2 separate regions of the Columba livia genome follow, and region 1 is linked to region 2. A link is a contact called in public Hi-C data. All regions are on one chromosome and are shown on one strand. Each heading gives the region's core, a stretch centred on a gene start, on an enhancer-like site or on the middle of the called end of the contact. The rest is flanking DNA. Distances are from core to core; before and after follow the strand shown. Region 1 overlaps POC1B (POC1 centriolar protein B). Region 2 overlaps LOC135576479 (a long non-coding RNA gene).

Region 1 (4,140 bases), core at 171-2,670, 190 kb before region 2:
CCACTTGGATCAGCTCCACTTCATTTGTTAATATGTGTAAGGGTGCAGATTCTACCACCTTTCTGGGCAGCTTGCTCTGGTGTTTAACTGGTGAATTTTTCTTTTTATATAAAATATAGCTAGAATTTCCTATGTTCTACCATGTGTGTTGCCTCTAGTCCTATCACAGTGGTCCCCTAATAAGTGTCTGGCTCTATCTTCTCTCTGTCCACTCACTAGATACTTGAGATGACAGCAAGATCTCCCTGTATCCTTCCATTTTAAGGCTGAACAAATCTGTTTCTCTGCCTCTTCTAGTATATCATGTGTTCTAGCCCCCTCACCATCTTGCTCACCCTCTGCTGGACTTGCTCCAGGATGTCAATGTCTCTCTTGTATTGAGGAGCCTGGAACAGGACACAAAACTCCAGATAATTAAGGTTCAGCGATGTATCACTTTGTATCTATTCTTGACAACAGTCTGCCTGGAGGAGGTTTGAAAAAGAAATGTTTGAAAATTTAACACTGTTGATTCTTTATTGGGAATTCAAAATATATTTTTAGATATTTTCTTAGCAATTCATTTTTATTTTGAGCTGTATCTATATGAGGAAATACTGGTATTTTCTTTTCCTTCCACTCCTCCTCTTCTTTTCAAGGAATTTTAATTTGTTGCTTCATCAAAGCCAACAATCCATAACTTCCACACTTAATAAAAGTAATTAAATTTTTAAAACCTACATAAGTAGGCATTTTTTCTTGCTTCAAAGACTAAGCCAAGATATGGAGATATGGAAGTTCTCATAGGGATTTTGCTAGAAAACACTTAGCATGTTTAGAATTCAGAGAGTTTAATAATTTATCTTTTCAGCGTGTGTTCTGTCTTAAAGCTGTAAAGCCAGTTCTTTTTGAACATAGAGAAAAACCTGGTTTCATCAAAGATTCACACTGATGCAACTTCCGTTGTAAACTTAGTGAAGGGAATATGATCATTGTGTCAGTGGAAAAACTTCAGTGTAATCTTCAGTATGGAGCTGCTTTCTTTTGAACTATAATTACAAAAACTTTAAGAATTCCTGTCTGTGTATTATTACTGTCAGAAAAATAGCTTTGAATTTGATGATTCATTTATTCAGTTCTCCTGTGTGTTACTGAAACCAGTATGAACACAAGCTATATATGCTTAACTAACTGGTATTTGTGTAATGCCCTGACTTCTACAATGGTAAGAGCCTTCATATGTTGCAGTTATTAAAAGTGAGGCGTGTTCTAGCCTTTTACACTCTGGAAATGTTCACTGAATTGGGGTCAGGGTTTGGGGGTGGAGTGGCTGTTTCTCCTTTCTATCTCATTGAAGACCCCAAATACATTACTGTCTCTCTCCCACCCCTTCTCAGAGCATCAAGCTGCTTAATGTTGCCTTTGTTTTTTGGGCTCTTGAAAAGGAGAAACTGGAAATCTTGTTTTCCTTTGGGACTATTTCCTCTTGTTTCATCCTCTGATTTTACTTACAGTTTTTAGGGAGGTTGAGTTTTTTAAGTCTGTAAGGCAATACATCAGTAATCTCTGGTCCCTGATAAGATGTTGGGAACAAGAGAAAGTTGATGATGTCTTGGTAGTTTTTACTGATAGCAGCAGGAAATCGCTGTACAGGCTCTCTAATGTTCCATCCCATGACCTTGCTCATGTAAACAGGATTTGGAAGAAGCAAAGCAATGTACTGTAATCTGGAAGTCAGAATGTCTGCACTGGCTGGGAGATGTTTGCTGTTCTTTTCCAGTGCTAGTTAACAGTGAAAACAAGACAAGTTTATTGTTCATTTACAGTACGATTTCTACGAAGTTAAGACTAAGTTAATTATTGGAAAGGGAAAGATAAGAATTGATCCTCTTTGAGGCAAAAGAAACATCCTATGTTTTAAAATAAAGTGACCAAATAAATTCCACCCCCCACACTTGTAAAAAGTGAAAGCAAATAAAAGTACGTGCAACTTCTATCCCTCTGAGTAAGTCAGCGTATAAACTGCATTTGTAGTAGGTGTTGTGATGCAAAAAATTTAAGTATCTGTACTCTCAATTTATCCTATACATGTTGCTTCTGCACTATGTATGTCAGGGTTTAGATGTCTTTGACTTTTTTTTTTCTGCCTTTATTTTGAGTATAACAAAAAAAAATCCCCAACCCAGAAAACAACCGATATATTTTGCAAAGACAGCAATTATGAATCCAGAATTTGCATCTAGTTATTCCATCTGTGTACATCTGAAGGCTTAAACAACTGTTCTTCGTCACAGGAATTTCATTTGAAAAGACCTTGGAATAATGTCTCTTCCTTGCATGGCTTAGCACAACTCCAGATTGCTGTAGAAGAAGATGACAAAAGAAATTTTATCTTAAAAGCTAAAAACACTGCATATTTTCCTTAACATACAACTTCAAATTTATTCTGATTTGCATCTTTTCGTCTCCAGTCTTACATGGAAATAAATATCAACTATCTTCAGTGAGGTTAAGGGGAGGGGAAAGGGAAGAAAGGAAAGAAGAGGAATTTTATACATAGATCATTTGCTCTGGGGCCCAAGTCCAGTTCAGAAGTGAACAGCCAGTAGAGCAAAACTTATATGGCACCTCACTGTGCACAGTAGTTGCCCTTGTTTTTTGTTATAGTTCAGCCAAAAGCACAACAGTTTTCTGTGGTTCGTGGATATCAGACTTCCTTGAGGCCTCAGACATTCAGCCCTTCACTTTAAACTCTGATCATTGCGTGATATTAATACATTTTTCTCCACTGAAGGAACGTTCTCGTGCTATCCCTTTGAAAGGAAGACTGGAATCATTGTCCTCTAAGAAAAAGATAAAATTGTCCTGTTTGTGTTTCTTGTCCAAAACTCAGTTGCCAATTAAACTGAATTCTGCATTTAGGAGTGGTCCCACCAGTAGAAGGGCTTTGATAAAAATTGACAGTTCCCAGCCTTTCCCATTTCCTTACCTTCCTTGCTCCCAGAGACAGAAATAAGAAAGGCCACTCCCTGAGTAGCTGTAGATTTTTTTTTCATGTGCTGCTATTCTTCTGATAACCAGCAAATGCATATTTGAATAAACTGCCAACTCTGTGATCTGAACTCCAAACGAAATAGGGAATAGTCTTCCTCCAAAGTTTTGGCATAAAACTGTTTACACCTTTTCTGTCGATGAGCATAGCAAGAGCTCTCAAACAGGCTCTGAATCTCTTATGCTAGATCTTATAAAAACATAGAATAAATTCTATTAATATAAATAGAGGAGCTCAAAGTGTTCAGTGTGGTAAAATAAAAATTTGTAAACTCCACTCTAGTGTCTTTGCAAATTAATCTTTCTCTGTCCAATCTTGTTTTTAGACAAGCAATTTTTAGTGTCATCTTGGCTTACAGGACACTCCAGACAGACCTTTCTACTCTTTACATGCTACGCAGGTACAGTGTGTGGGACTGGGGGAAGAGGATGAGCTGCCTTCTCCCCACAGCTCTGCAGCTAAACAGGTTCAGCTGCTCTTAGGGAAGGAAAGTCTCCCATTCCTCCCAAAGGCTGCACCTCATCCACCTGGAACAACCATGAGGCCGCAGAGATGGACTGTTCTGATGCCCAGCTTGGGGCCTTCCGAAAGTGTGGTGTGTACAAACAAAGCAGCTCATCTTCTGTCGCAAGTGCCAAAAGGGGATTGAAGCATTTGGCACATTGAACAGTGAATTTCTAAACTTGCATTTTGAGCCTCTTTAAAAGTGCAGGCATGTTTAAAAAGATTTGTGTGCTTAATCATGAAAGCAATACGCTTTGATACCACTAGCATCAAATAACATGAAGGTGAACTCAACATTTGTAATAAAAGAAGAATATGACCCAAATGGCCCTTGTGTTTTGCAGTGGTGCTATTCTAACACAGCATGTAACTGCTGGTTTACAAGGAGAGAACAGGAAATGTGTTGTGCTGCTACATAATTAGGTAATAATACATGTCTTGATGTTCCTTAATAGGTTTCATTATATTCTTTGAGTGAACTGGAGCTTGAGAGAAAGTCAGGTTTTCATTGGAGACAGAATTCTCAATTTGGGCACTAGAGAGTGCAAGAATATAATATTTCCTATACTATATTTAGCCTGCTTTCCTGAGGAAGTGTACCTTAT
Region 2 (3,736 bases), core at 697-3,196:
GCTCATTTTGGATAGCTAATCTTTAACAAAGTGGCAAAGTAATTTCAGGTTCCAGGTTTTCAGCCCCTATTGCAGGCATGAGTAAATGTTTCCAAAGGGGATTAATAGGCCAATTTGACTGCTGAGTGCTGTAACCAATTTACAGTACAAAGTACATCTTCACTTCTCTCTCTGCCTAGCCAGTTTTTGTGGCTCCTAGAATTCCCAGAGAAATGGTCAGTGTTTGTATGGGAGATTCAGGTTTCTGCTGCTTGGTCAGGCAATCTGTGAAGTTCACATACAGTAGATCCTGGAAAACCCCAATGTATCAGACACTGAGCAGTTCACACTCTCAGTTTCACAGTACAACACAACAGATGTACTGGAAAGGATTCTTAGGATAGGACTTAGGATTTGCTGTAAGCAATGATCTGGTGAGCACGGAATTTTGTTGGAAAAGCTGACAAGCATCAGCTGAGATCTACCTACCCAGGAGCTACCTTGGTTGGATAGGCAAGAAACAGAGTGGGAAATACAGCATCCAGCACAGTAGAAAAGAATGAAGACCAGGAATGTGGGTGAGGTCTGTCTGCTGTGCAAGGGAGGAAAAAAGTGCTGCAAAGGAGATAGATAACCCAATTTTTCTATAGAGAAATGTGGTTGGTGAAGAGCTTCACTCAACATAACAAAAACCTTAAGGCATATTTATTTGCAGAATCTTTCTGCTTCAAATCCTGATAAACTCCATTTTATATTTAGAATGTGTAAGCAATCAGAAAGGAAGTAGCTTCCGGGTATGAAGTGATGATATTTGTATTTACAAACACACACACACCATCACCCGTTTATTTCTGTACACAGAAACCCCCACGTATACGTATTTATATTACTGTGCTCTACAGGATGTAATTTGGAGTACTTGGCCAACTACCATCGCCCTGACCTGCCAGCACTGGACAGAGAATGTCTAAAGCAGTCAGGGGGTTTGGAGACTTTCCATCTGCAGACTGGTGTGCATGGCTGGCTATGCACAGGAGGGCTGGGATGAGAGTGAAGATGTAGTCTGTTGTAGGGCTGGGGTAATGATTTTTAAAACCATTCACATTGTCAAATGCAGTATTTTAAGATTCTTCCTCCAAATGCCTTGTTACCTCCAAAATATCACCAAGGAAATTTTCTTTCTAATGAGGCAGAGAGTTGCAGCAAGTCTCTCTGCTTACAGAAGGGGCATGGTGATTCAGACAGGCGGTAATGATCAATGAGTAAAGCAGTGTCTCGGATGTCATGAACGGAACAAAAAGACTGGGGACATCTGAACGAGGGAGCTCAGCCATCACCATGAGGGTTGCCTCTGTGTCTCATTCTGAAAATTGCAGGGAAGCTGGGCTCTTCTTCTCTCAAGATTTGCATAGGACATTTACTGCATCAAGGATTCCTTCTGACATTTCTAATGGAAACAGCTAGAAGAAAGAGGGAAATCAGATAGCAGAGTGTCTCTGCGTGCTGTGCTGTTGCCAAGCAGATTATGTGCTGTAATCTGTAAGCACTGAACTGTGTGTGAATTACGAGGAACCTCTCCCTTGCTTTTGTTTTAGCCCCCTGGGAGAGGCGATGTTTCCGGACTGCTAATGTCACAGCATGACCTGTTAATAACCTGCGAGAGCCTTCCTCCACTCCGCCGCCTCCCGCTCCCCCAGGACCCAGCAGCTGCCGTCACATGGATCAAATGCCTGCCTTGTATGCGGTTCATTGAGAAAAATTCAAGCATGTGGCCTGAGGTTCCCCTGATGACTGTCTGGGGATGATGATTTCTACCATCTGTTCTGGCTGCCTGCGGCTCCCGGAAACACCGAGGTGTATGTTGCTTCTGGCCATACGTGGGATTCCTAATGAAACCTCAGCTGCCGTCCAACTGTCTGCGAATATCAGATGGGTTTGAATTATCTTTCCGCCAAGAGGGGAGGGAGAAGAATTTTGTTTAACTCTTTAATCTGAACCGCTACACAGCACATGCATAATCACAGGGTACAAAGCTGCTGAATTATTAGCATCTGCATCACGTTGGCAGCTGCAGCATTTGCACGTGTGCCGGGTCTGTCCGATTTGAGATGCCCAGGCTGGTTGTTTCCAGGCTAAATATACAGCCTCGAGTCAAATTCATCTTACTGCAGCTCATTTGAAAGCCCTGTAATTATACCAGAGATTTATTTGATCCCTTCACTTCTGATTTGTGTTAAAGGCACATTTCAGTCATATAAATTGTATATCGGTATATAAAAAAAAGGCTGCTTATCAAATGGTTTAAATGCAGCCAAGTAATTGCAGCAGTTTCAAAGTTATTTGTTGAGATGGAGGAAGACACAGCAAATGGATATTAATTTTGCTATATGAAAAAGACTTTCATGGAAAACACCTTGATAACAAAAAATAGAAATCACTTGTCTTTCAGGATTTGACATCCTGTCTGTTATTTTCCATGTAATCTATCATTTAGAAACCTTTACTTGCCATTTGCTGAATATCGGATTTCAGTGAATGTTGAGGGGCACTAAATCACTTAAGAGTACCAGGTCTCAGCAGAAGAGATTTGACATTCTTTCTTGTTAGAATTACCTAGATTTTTCCATTGATATTCATACTATTTTCTTTGAATGAATAGATGCTCTCAGTAAGAAATCCACTGAGCTTTATGTGGTTGAAAAAATTGTTTACATAGTCAGTGCTGGAGCAGCGAAGTTGCTGAATGGATCAGGAACAACTGCTTACATTTCTTGCAGTTATTGTTCAGGCAGGGCAATACAGAATACAAAGTTGCATATGTGACCTCAAAACAAGAAAAAAAAAAAAGAAAATAAAAGAAAAGGAAAAGGAAGTATCTCCCCATCAGTAGGCAACAGTGATAGCCTTGTACCGGATGTTTCACATTTTCAGATTCCAGTTAAACACCTCTGTAACGTGACCTCACCCACTTATTTTTAGAGGCTGTTTTTCTACTAATATTGTGGCTGCTAATCAAAGAATGCAAAAGCACTTCTTAGCAGTGGCTTGCTGAGGGGCGTTTGATTGTTTCTGCTCTTGGAGCTTATTTTGTTATGCTATGAGACATAACAGCAATCTGCAAATGCATTCAGCAGCTCGTGCCGAGGCATGGAGGTGGGAGGCAGGGTTCCCACCATGGCTGTTATTCCTTTCTCTTGTTGACTGACTCATGCAGAGGTGTGCACACAGCTCTTACATATGCACACTGTCAGAAATCAATATGAGGGTAGAAGACTTGAAAGCAGATATTGCCAGAAAATTCAATAAAGCTTAGAAAAGTATTTCTAATTTTCTACTTTATTGATAGGGGGTCTTTTGTTTGGTTGGTTGGTTTGGTTGGTTGGGGTTTTTTGTTTGTTTTTTGTTTGTTTGGTTGGTTAGTCTTTTTTTAAAGACACTCAAAGATGCAGTAATGATAAGGAAACATTTCACACATTTGTCTTTTCCATCCAGGAATGATCCAGTAACTACCTCTGCCTTCATCTTTAAAGCAGTTTTACTTTTGTAAATCAGTCCAAGACTACTGGCTTTTAGCAAACATGAGCTAGTTAAGCAGGGCATGCAAATACTGAGGAGGTGGTTTGTCTATAATGTAAAGCTTCTCTAGGGACGTTTCTCTTTCTGTGGTCTGGATGTATGAAAATTTACTAGCAGCATCTGACAAAAAAAACCCAAAAACCAAAAAACAAAACAAAACAAACAAACAAAAAACAACCCC

The links. A called contact is a pair of places that touch in the nucleus more often than the background predicts.
Region 1: a contact with region 2 is called in a Hi-C map of liver, with 5 times the contacts expected there. The contact joins two enhancer-like sites. A contact is called at or near these places in 2 of 2 Hi-C or Micro-C datasets (crop and liver).

The regions. Positions count from the first base shown.
Region 1 is chr1:164,217,206-164,221,345 of bColLiv1.pat.W.v2, reverse strand. All of the region lies in intron 11 of POC1B (POC1 centriolar protein B), which reads left to right. Among named protein-coding and RNA genes, the nearest start is that of GALNT4, 30 kb to the left of the region's middle. Within about 2 kb of position 1,420, at least 1 of the 3 cell types and tissues checked has an H3K27ac peak away from gene starts, as active enhancers do.
Region 2 is chr1:164,030,676-164,034,411 of bColLiv1.pat.W.v2, reverse strand. All of the region lies in intron 1 of LOC135576479 (a long non-coding RNA gene), which reads right to left. LOC135576478 (a long non-coding RNA gene) reads left to right here. Exons shown (of 4, transcript XR_010468243.1): 4 at 1,575-3,736. Among named protein-coding and RNA genes, the nearest start is that of DUSP6, 120 kb to the left of the region's middle. Within about 2 kb of position 1,946, at least 3 of the 3 cell types and tissues checked have an H3K27ac peak away from gene starts, as active enhancers do.